Linked DNA regions of Mus musculus: region 2 is linked to region 1. The links are chromatin contacts, called in public promoter capture Hi-C maps. All regions are on one chromosome and are shown on one strand. The core of a region is the stretch at or near the end of the contact, and the rest is flanking DNA. Distances in the headings are between cores, read along the strand shown.

Evidence for each region. Promoter capture Hi-C pulls out the DNA fragments that hold promoters and counts their contacts.
Region 2: a contact with region 1 is called in a promoter capture Hi-C map of pre-B cells, with 4 times the contacts expected there. The contact joins the enhancer-like site here to the promoter of 2410124H12Rik in region 1. A contact is called at or near these places in 8 of 39 promoter capture datasets (the C10 cell line, cranial neural crest, hippocampal neurons and 4 more), 1 of 484 Hi-C or Micro-C datasets (bone marrow-derived macrophages) and 2 of 9 other capture datasets (adipose tissue and liver).

What each region holds. Positions count from the first base shown.
Region 1 is chr16:92,475,265-92,480,956 of GRCm38.p6, forward strand. 2410124H12Rik (RIKEN cDNA 2410124H12 gene) reads left to right here and starts at 3,478. Exons shown (of 3, transcript NR_165041.1): 1 at 3,478-3,704.
Region 2 is chr16:93,243,513-93,249,204 of GRCm38.p6, forward strand. No RefSeq gene overlaps it. Among named protein-coding and RNA genes, the nearest start is that of Gm30588, 16 kb to the right of the region's middle. Within about 2 kb of position 3,494, at least 66 of the 459 cell types and tissues checked have an H3K27ac peak or open chromatin away from gene starts, as enhancers often do. A contact at or near this core is called in pre-B cells, where this site is marked.

The DNA of each region.
Region 1 (5,692 bases), core at 2,228-4,727:
GGAGGGGCGTGTCTGTCTGGAGAGGCGTGTCTGTCCGGAGGGGCGTGTCTTCTCACACTAACTGCTGTGGGAAGCTGCAACCTGAAAGTGGATAAGGTTCTGTGAGATTTTAAAGTAGGGTAGAGGCAGCAAGCTGAGCAGTGGTGAGCCTGCACCCCTTCTCTTTGCCCCCCCCCCCCCCGACTGTGGATGTAACTAGCTGCCTCCGGTTCATGCTGTGACTTCCCTGCGGTGATAGACTCCAGCCTGGACTTGTGATCCAAACACTTCCCCCTCCGGTTGTCTTTTGCTGAGGTATTTTATTCCAGCAACAGGAACGAAACTAGACGCGCGGAGCGTCTAAGATAGTTTATCTGGGTGTGGTGTGGCCTACCCATAGTTCTCACGCTCAGGAGGAATGTGGCGATAGGAGAGTCACAGGCGGAGCCTCAGAGAATCCACTCCTGGAATAAAAAAAAAAAATAAGAAGAAAATTTTTTTTTTCCTTCTCAAAAACTCGTGTGCTCCTTCTGATTGCTTGTCAACAGAAACCACCCCGTTAACACACATTTCGCCTTTGAGAGACAAAGCATGCCACCATTGTGCACCGTGCTTTATAATTTACAGTATTCATATTTTCAACACCATCTACATATACAGAGGAATATTATTCCTATTTTATGCAGTCAGCCCCTTTCCATGTCAGCGAGTTACACTTGAAAATCAAGGAGAATTACTTAACTTTTATTATTTATCATTTATCATTTATTTATTTATTATTTATTATTTTTATTTTATTTTTATTTTATTTATTTATTTTTTTTTGAGACAGGGTTTCTCTGTATAGCCCTGGCTGTCCTGGAACTCACTCTGTAGACCAGGCTGGCCTCGAACTCAGAAATCTGCCTGCCTCTGCCTCCCAAGTGCTGGGATTAAAGGCATGAGCCACTACTGCCCGGCCTACTTAACTTTCATGAACCTTGCAGAGGAGTACAATCCATGGAGCCCTTTGAAGGCATCTGACTGAAAACTGTCTTCAATTTTTAAAGTATGAGATAGGAGAACTTTTACAGATACATCTCTGTTTGGGGCGATAAAACCACTTAATGATAGAAGTCTTTCCAAATTCCAAATTTCAGAATGTCTTTCCATAACAATTTCCTGGCAGAAAGTGGCCACTTTCTCGCTCACTGTGAGGTGTCTCCTTGACCTGAGTGGGCAGGTGACATTTGTTTGCTTATATATTTTCAAACTACCGTCTGTGCTCAGCCCCCTACACCACGGCTGGCAGTTGTCTATACCCGGAGCAGGGGGATGTCAGCCTTTACTGTCCACCTTTATTTGCTTTGATAGAATTGATTCCTAGTGTTTCTTAGCATTTCTGTAAAGAGTTTGCTCCTTTCAGGGACAATTAACCTAGTTATACATGAGATAGGAAACCCCACAAAGCCACCTCATGGGACCTCGAGATCTGCAGTGACAGCAAAACTCTGGAAGCAGCGAAGATGTGTAGAGCCATTTCAGCCTCCACCATGTGAGCTTCAAGCGCCACATTAGCGGGCTTGCTGCATCCTTGTCTTGGATGGCACTGCCATCTCGCCATCAATTCGCTGTCATCTTGCCTCCTGCCAAGCCCTCTCACCATGCTCTCCATGCTCTTAGTCTGCATCTTCCATCTTTTCCGTCTCTGGGGGAAGAAACACAGGTTCCCTGTGAATGTTTTCAACTGACCCATCACCTGAGAGGGTCCTGGCCACTTTGCCTGGTGAATAATCGCTGGACCATAATGAGAAGCTAACAGCTCTCCTGTCTTCCTCCTTCGGGTTGACTACCGCAGGACTGGACCCTTGTCCACGTAGCTCACCTCAGATGCCTCAGAGGTCCAGGTCTCATTTGCCAACCCCATCTCTTCCCCCCCCCCCAACCCTACCCACAATCCACCACTGGTCTGTTTTCTCTCCCTATGCATGAATGAAACGGGTCTGTAATTTCTAAAAGCATCCCAGTTTTTTTCTCTACCTTTTTGTGGATTTCTCCTCCTTAAATCATGGCTTTATTGTCTCAGATGTCTGTGAAGTTTTAATTGCACTGTGTGTGTTTGCAGATGTACATGCATACAAATGTGTGTGTATGGGGAGGGGCAGTTCAGGAGCTGCCATCTTGGTTTTTGAGACGGTCTCTCATTGCCTAACATTTACCAGGCTAGGCTGTCTGGCCAGTGAAGGGCTGGGGTTTGCCTGTCTGTCTCCAGTTCTCCAGCACTGGGATTATAAACGAACGTGTACTGTCTCGTTCAGCTTTTCTTTATTTTAATGTGGGTTTAGAGACTCAAACGCAGTCCCTCGTTGCTTGCACAGAAAGCCCTAACCACTGAGCTATTTTCCTAACCAGAATTAGTTGTTTTGCTTTTGATATGTTATATAGCTTTAAGCTGCTTCTCTTTGTGTGGCTGCTGAGCCTTGATGGGCTTCCAAAAAGAACCAGGTCCCTAACCCTAACCTGCATCTCCTTTGCTGCTAAATAAGACACCCCCATATAAGTGAGAGACAGTTCTGTGCCCCAGGAACGAGATGCTGAGTGAGGTCACTGTTGGCTGTCACAGAGAGCCAGCCAGCTGTCAGTCTTTGGATCCCAAAAATGTTGGAATGGAAAGGGTGTTCCTTAGCATGTCACTGCTAACAGGAGCAGCCATGTTATGTGTACTGAGTATGTGTACTTTGTGGGAAGAGCACAGGCATTTTTACTGCTGTTTTGTTTTACTCTATTCTATGTGTTGTATGTAGGCAGACATATGTATACATGTACATTGTGTGTAGGACACACAACACCAAGAATGAATCTTATCGTGATTTGCAGACTTAGTTAATCATTGTGTATCGACATTGGCTTATTAGTTTTAATAAATGAACCACACTGCTGCAAAATGTTAGCGATGGGAAACTGGAGTAACACTCAGGGCATCTTCCATTCAGCTTTTCTGTAACCTCAAACTACTCTAAAATGTAACCAACCTCAAACTGCTCTAAAATGCAACCCACAACTCCAAAGATAATAGTATGCCTACACAAACAGTACAGGAGAGCAACCCGCCAGAGGGCAACCCTCAACTTACTGCATTTCCTCATTTCCCCAATAAGCTTGGGTCTAAACCCAGGTGTGTAGATGGATTCTGGCAACAGTGGCAGCAGCTCTTGTTTGCTCCCCGGGTCAGAACAAAAAGGAACAGAGGACGTGAAATTAGAATGGCGTTCTAACCATTCTAAATTGCAATTGTGCCTCTTCGGGATCAATCAGGATATCTTTCAAGAGAATGATTTTATTCTTATAGCCACGAATTGTGGCCTTTTCTCTCCTTTTAAATATACGTAGACTAGAATTCATTCCTCTCTGGAGTCCTGTACCAGCAAATTGCAAGGTCGAGATGAACCAGCTGTGCAAACACTCCCCCTAGTGATGAACGGCAGACTTCCAAAACCCGAGGTTTATCGCTCGCCGTCCCGTTCATTTCTTTAACATCGGGCGTGCGCACACATGCCTTCAGAGAAGCTGGGAGAAGGAAGGAGGAAAGGAGAAGGAGTTGAAAGGAGAAGGGAAGTTTGGATGAAGAGGATGTCGATTGGCTTGGAGAATGGTGGGGTCCAGAGCGCTACTTGCTCCGCCACGAGGTTCTGTCCACTCGCCCTGCTGGAGTCCCCAAGAGGTGATGCTATGGATGCGCTCATGAGGTGAGTATCTGGCAGGCTCTGTTCTAAGCCAGACACTCCTGTTAGGTGTTCAGGTGGATTTTAAAAATTTATTTCAATTAATTAATCAAGCATGGTTTTGTGTGTGTGCGTGTGTGCGTGGTCCGCCTCTCCCTCCTTCTCCCCTTTCCCCCCCCCCCCCGCCCCCGCCCCATGCTGTGGTGCACAGGTGGAGATCAAAAGACGTCTTTTTCTCCTTCTCCGTGTGAGTTCTGGAGCTTGAGCCGGGGACATGAGGTGTGACAAGTGTCTCCCTTGCTCAGCCATCTAGGTGGTTCCCAGGCTAGAATGCTCCCGGTGGTATCTGGGAATATGCCATCATTCTAGAATCTTTCTGGGCGGGAGAGATGTGTTCTTTGGATTCTGACTGTTATGTAGGGAGGGGATATTGGAGGGCAACTCTGGGATTAGGGGGTTGGGACCCAGAGCTTCAGGCTAGGAGACTGTATTTAAAAGACATTGTGGTTTGAGTGTGACGTGCCCGCTACAGGGTTCATACATGCCTGGCTCATGGCACTGTTTTAAAAGTCTGGGGGACATCTGGGGGTCTAGCTAGAGGAAGTGAGCCTGCAGAACTGAACTGAAGATCTCACAGTGGGCTTCTAGCCTGTGATTTCTGTCATGTAACAATGCTGAATGGTCCCGGCTGGAACCCATGTCATTCCTCACGTGCTATACCTTCTCTTAAACTACAGCCAGGATAAATACTCTTTCCCTTAACTACTTCTGCCTGTTACTCTGTCCCAGCGATAAGAATAGTACCTAATACAGGTGTCACTGCCACATAGATGAGAGACACACTGGACAAGAAACAGAGGTGGCAAAAAATAAAACATGAAATAAAAAGCTACCTTCATCTTGGCTTCAGGTCAGCCGGAAACAGCAACTCATCTGACTCTAGTGAAATATGGCAGCCGGTTAGGCAGTCGTGGGTCGATGTCACTTTGCATCAGCAGAGGAAGGTGTCTATCTTAAAGGGATTCTGGGAGGGCTTAAGCCTGTGCTCTGAGGTGTGACCAGGCAGCTAAGTCTCAGTATGAGTTTTCTAAGGCTGCAGGAGACTCAGTACCATCAGCCAGGGGCAGGGAAGGCAGCAACCAATGGACATTTTTTCCCCCTCCAGCTCTGGGGACCACAGGATTAAGTCAGATCAGCAAGGCCCTTTGAGGTCTGAGCCAAATTGCTTCTTGCCTCTTCCTAGCTTTTCTTGGTTTGCAGACCATCATTCTGATCTCCATCTCTGACCCTCTCTTCCATGTGTCTTGGGTCCCAAGCCTCCTTCTCTTTATAATGAAGTAGATCTAGGCTCTCGTCCCATCCAGTAGGACCACTTTAAGTTGATTACATCACTAAGACCCTTCTGACTCTGAATCAGGTCAGAGTCCGAGGTATTGAGAAGTTAGTGTTTCCCTCGCCGTTTAACCCATGGTCCCCCCTGGGTCTTGGTTATAGAGTGGCCCGCCTGAGCCGCCTCCCCTGCTCGTGCCACATCCACGCTTGGCTTCTCTCATTTCTAAAAGCTGCCTGGGTCCCACACCACAGAGTCCCTGGGTTTGCCATCTGGTCTCTTCCTCTTCTGCCACTCACTTCTTTCATTTTTAAAGGATGGGGAGAATCATCTCATTAGCCCTGCCAGGAGAGTCCAGACTGTTTGAAAGTCAGCTGATTCACACTGGCCGTGCGATTTACAACTTTAACTTCTCTTTGCCTGGAGCAGTTCCGGGGACCTAGGCATGATCATGCCAAGGGCATCCTACCAAAATATATAAGAAGATTCACAAAGGTGGTGTCTTTCTTCATTTTCTTCTTTTTTAAAAAAAATAAGTTATTTAGTTATTTTGTGTGTGTGTCTATGTGTGTATGCCTTGTGTGTCTGTCTGTATGTTTATGTTTCTGTGTGTCTGTATGTCTCTGTGTGTCTATGATATGTCTCTCTCTCTCTCTCTCTCTCTCTCTGAATCTGCATGTGT
Region 2 (5,692 bases), core at 2,244-4,743, 770 kb after region 1:
ATGTGAAATCATCTCTGGGATGCCCCATTGTCCACACATCTTTGGTGCTTGCCTGTTCCTAACATGTCCTACTAATTTTTCTCTGCAATTATAAATGTGTTTTCTCTGTCTGTAGTTTTTTTTCCAACAAGCAATCACCATTGTCCCCCAATCGCATTATCATTTTAGACTCTAAAAGGAAATTTTTTAAACTTTGTAACTAAAAATAAATTTGCGATCAGCAACAAAACTGAAAACCTGACTATTGGGATTTCATGTTCTTGGCATTTAAAATAAAGCACAATCCATATTAAAGTCTACTTACCGGCTTTAATAGCTCTAATCTATTTTTTTTAAATCATACAATATTAGTATATTGAAAAGTATGCTGATGTGTGTGATAGATCCAGCATGTGACATTCAAGAATCTCACACCGTGGCCTGGCCATTACTTCAGATGAAGTATCACCTCATTATAAATGGGTCCCCAAGCAGAGGGAGAGATTCTCAGACAACAGAATCTTGAGAAGACACGTTGGGACCTGAAAATAGAATCTTAAACATGTGATCACTGGAAGATTGGTATTTTGATTACCTATAAACCTCTCTGCATTTTGGAATTTATTTGAAGACTGAATGCCCTTCTATAAAATAACACATGGCACTCTGTGACTCTGTGGCGGTAATATCTCACGGTAATTATAGTTAGGACCATGTTGTGGCTCACAGATTCAGATGGTTCCAGTCCATGGAGGCAGAGAAGGCCAGATGGAGAGCTCCAGTCCAGGGCAGTGCTGATATTAGGCAGAGATCGCTCACACGGTAGCATATAAAGAAGTAGGAAACATGGCGGGTCTACTATAACCATCAAGTACCCACAACTTGTGATTTCTTTCTCCCACAGAGACTCCAAACCCTCCCAGCTGGAGAGCAAGTGTTCAAAGCACAAGTTTGTGCAAGGACATCTGGTCAGACAGTGACATGACACTCCTGGTCCTCAAAGACTCAGGCCATCTCATCAGCCAAAACCACATTTGACTCAGCTTCAACAGTTTCAAAGTCATAACCGTGACAGCATGTTTGAAAGCCCCAAGTCTACCCTAAGACTCAGGACAAACTCAACTGGGAGCACCTGTAAAACTACAAAAGAAACGTGTTTTATTACAAGCCTCGCAGGTGGGTAGCCAGGGAAGACTGGCTCCACGCAAGACTGAAACCTTACTGGGTACAGATTAAATCCTGTCAGATCTGGAGTACTGATGATAAAGTAGGAAACGGACTTGGGGAGTTTGTCCCTCTGACCCTCCCCCTGACATGTGCATCTCCCTCTTCTGAGCCATCCCCACTCACTGACTACAAATCTGTAAGGCAGATGTCTAACTTTCTCAGCATCTCTACTACCCTGGAGTCTCCACCGTGGCCTAGACTTTATCTTCAGAGTTTTGTGCAGCTGCCTGCCTCTTAAAGAATTCTTTCAGGGAAGTCAACCCTCATATACATTGTCTAGATTGTCTAGCTTTGCAGGCCTCCTTAATACAGACAAACTGCTGGGATCCCGTAATTCTGAAATTTTGGCACAATAGCACATGGATGATACCAAGTTCTATTACCAGGAGGAACAGGATCAAAGCTGCCTTGGACCAAGACTGCAGCAGCCTCTGCATGCTTTCATACACACACACACACACACACACACACACACACACACACACACATATACACACACACACACACACATACACACACACACACACACACACATACACACACACAAACACACACACAAACACACACACACACACACACACACACAAACAAACACACACACACACACACACATACACACTTCCCAGAAGGGCATCTTAGGATACGTTCTCTTTTTAAAGAAAAGTTTTTCAAATGAATTTTCAGTTTTATAATCTTGAGCTCTTGAGGGTAAAAATATCATCTAGCCTAGAAATATCACTGAGCGAAGTGAAGGACTTATTAATGATGTTGACCTCTTTAGCGTCTATGGGCGATTTATCAGCAGGTGTTTTCCCCACAACTTTAAAAGTGTTCCATTCCTGGTTGGCTAGCATGGATCTTGAATCCCTCTGCTCTGGGTTTTGCTACCTGTTCTCACTGTAAATTTGACAAAAAGCAGCCACAAGTAATCCCACCACAACACAAATACTACAATGTCTTGAATTCTCCTCTGTTACACTAGTTTATTGCTTTTGACTTTGGCCTCACTTAAATTACCAAGACAAGCGTGGAATGCACACAGGTCTGGTGTCAGAACACATGCAAATGGCCTCTAGTACAGCTCTCCGTAGCGTTCTTGTTCCCATCTGAAGCATCCTGAGCACAGACTCCAGCAGACATGCTTGCTCAGCATCCTGAGCTCTAATTGTGGCATTGTGGGGCTTCTCTAAGCCACATCTCCACACTCACCCACATTCATCCCTCAAACCGTTTCCAAAGGCCTAGGGCCCAAATGGTCAGAAATCACTTCCTGCACAAACCTCACTTCTCACACCAGTTTCCTGTGTTGTTTACTTTAGAGTCATGATCACCACAAAACTTAACAGACGCAACTTATAGGAGAGGAAGATGACTCTAACCATCTTCTTCAGAATGCTTTCGTCCATCTTGCTGGTAAAGAATGTCTAAAAGAGTTTACTTGCTTTAGAGAGGATCGGGTCATAGACAGAATGGCAGTGACCAGGGTCTCCAAAGTCCTACGCCACTGCTGTCAGCCAAATATCACCTTCTAAAGGTGTCACAGCCGTCCAGATGGATGCCACCAACTGGATAAAATGCATTCAAGGCATCATACTACAGGGAGCCAATTCAAATTCAAACAATGACAATACCCAAAGCTGTTGCCAACACTCTGAGGTGTCCAGATAACTCAATACTCCATAAAATTTATATACAGAGGTCAATACTACATATTCACGTGTTTGGTTTGAGCACATGAAATATCTGCATATTTTCATAGCCTTTACAACCATCATAGACATGGTAATAAATACTCTATTTAAAATTAAGCCATTTTTTTTCTTTGAATTATATCCAAATTGGGTAAATAGTTCATTATTTGAAGTGAAGTCAATAAGAGTTGCCTTTAGGACAATATAACTATTTTACACATATACAAAATATCTGAGGCTAAGTGTTCATCTTTCCTTTCAAGCCACAAGTCACTTTAACACCTTTGAAAATGTCGAGCTTGGCTTCTGTTTCGTTTAACATCTAAGGTCTGTGGGTGGCATCTCACCGCCATAGCCATTCCCCCACAAAGCTTGTTCTAGCTCATACAGAAGCAGTAGATTTAACACAGAAGAATCTTTTGTAGGGCAACATCAGTCAAACTGCCCCAGCCAGCCAGAGAGCCAAGGTCAGAGTCCCGGGAGCCCTCCACACAGGATACGCATCTTGTTACAGAATTCCTCTATGCCTCATCGCTGTCTCCCTAACGACCAGTTAAGTGGGCTCCCCCGAGGACGCTTGAGTCAGCGCCAGCTTGAGAACTGCTGCAGAAACATCCTCTTTTACTGGAAATGATTTCCACCAAACTGCCCTGTGCCATATTTAGACTCTTAGCTTAGTAACACCCAACAGAAGGGGCTAAGTTTGCAGGACAGGAGGCTCTGGGCTGTGAGAAAAGAGCTTGCTGTTGTCTGGCCCAAGTGACCACAGGGAACAGAGCTGGCAAGTCTGGGGTGGTCTGTGACTCAAGGGACAGAAATATTCCATTTTTTTTCTGGCAGTGCAGACACAGAGAAGACCTGGCTGAGTCTTCCCAGACTGTTTGTCCCCAAGTTAGAGATCAGATGGGAGGTAGCAATTCAAGTCCCTCCCATGTCTGTGTGGCAATATGACCGAAATCCAAGGACTTGGAGAGAGCATAACTATGGAAAAGAATAAGTTCTGCTATGCTGTGGCATGACAGGGGATCCCCAGCTAGCAATAATACACGTCTTTCTAACTTGACAAGAAGGGAAGGTATGGGCTATCTCATGACAGGCAATGATAAGAATTTGAGGTGGCGATCACTGTATAGTATTTAGTGGCATTGAAACATCATGTTTTATGCCACAAGCACATACATTATCAAGATGACATTAAAATATCCAAAACTCTGCTCAGCTGCAAGACTACTAAACTTTAGGGCTTTAAGATGCATTTGTACTATGACAACACAAAAGATAATGTTCTAGGAATATCTAAGTGTGATGTCCACGGAGGACAGTCAGGGCCAACCTTCCTGTAATGCTCCCTGGTCTCTGTCCTCAACCTCTCCCCACCACTGCCATATTGAACTATCAACAGCATAGCTCCCATATGCCCACAGAAATCTAATTATGTATGGAGACATAAATATGTCTCTATAGATCCATTATGTCTGCTATTGTTTTCTACCAAAAGAATCATATCACATACAAAGGTTCTCTGCAGTTTGCTTTTGTAGCCCAGAAGGATTTAGGAAAATTCTCCCATATCAATCCAACAGCTCCGACTCAGTCTCTTTAACAGCTCTACCCCAACATTGCCCCTCTTGTCAATGGGAAATACCATCGCAAGAACCCAGTAGGGGACCAAAATGTTGAATAGTGCCAAGTTATAGTCCCAAATGGGAACCTGCATCCTAGGGTGTGTGAATTTGTAACTGTTATAGCAACTTCCCTATGGTAGTCAAAACCTCCTGAAACCCAATCCTTTGGTGTCTCTACAACATCTTACCTAGTTAATTAATAAAAATGACGAATGTATATCCAAATCTCAACTGCATTTTCTTTAGCAAAAAAAGAAGTGAAATTCTCCTTTGAGCCATAATATAAACACGTATATATACTACTTCTAGTGTAAAGAGATGGCTCTTTCGTAATGTTAATTGTAATACATAGGCATGTCAGGTTCATGGAGATAGGTGAGTTCAGTGTTGCCTAGTTTGGAAGGACTCTGAGACTTAGGAGTATCCACAACTATCTGAGGTAAGTGGGGCTGGAGGAAAGTAGCCTTGCTTCTGGACTTTAGAAGAATCCAGAGAAGAAGGCAACCAAGGTGGCTTGGCTTTGGAGTTGGTAGGTGTGCCTGGGAAAGTTGGTGTTCATAGATACGATAGGATTCTCCTCTCCATGACTTAGCTTACCACATAAGGGCAGTCTCTCCCAGACAGCCATGGAACCCCCAGATGTCCCCAAAGCAGGTAAATAACAAAACATAGTAAATCTGTGTATGTACACACTCAAGCAGTGCTTGAGGAGTGACGACAGACGACAGAGTCACTCAATCAGAGAGTCACTGCAGCTGTGTCTCCAGCTTGGCTTCACAGCCCACAGCCGGGGTTCTTACACAGGGCCTGGAACCCTTGGAGACGTAGAGAAGGTTGTCCAGTGAGAGACTGGAAAGGACTAGAGATAGGCTCAGGGGCTGATGAGCATGGCACAATGACAACTGTCAGTTCAATTGTGCTCACAGTAACCTGCACTGTGAATCCTTCCAGGACTAGCAGTGGTAACTAAAAGGGATACTACAATCTCTTTCTTAATGGGGGAAAATAGTGTTATATGATGAGCGTTGGAAAGAACTATGAAGACTCTGTAATTACGTCATCCTACCTGCAAGCTAAGGCACTGACTGACACTATTTAATGATTTTGGACAGAAATCAAGAAGCTCCTAGATTTTACCACAGTGTAAGCAGTATAAGCACACATGCACAC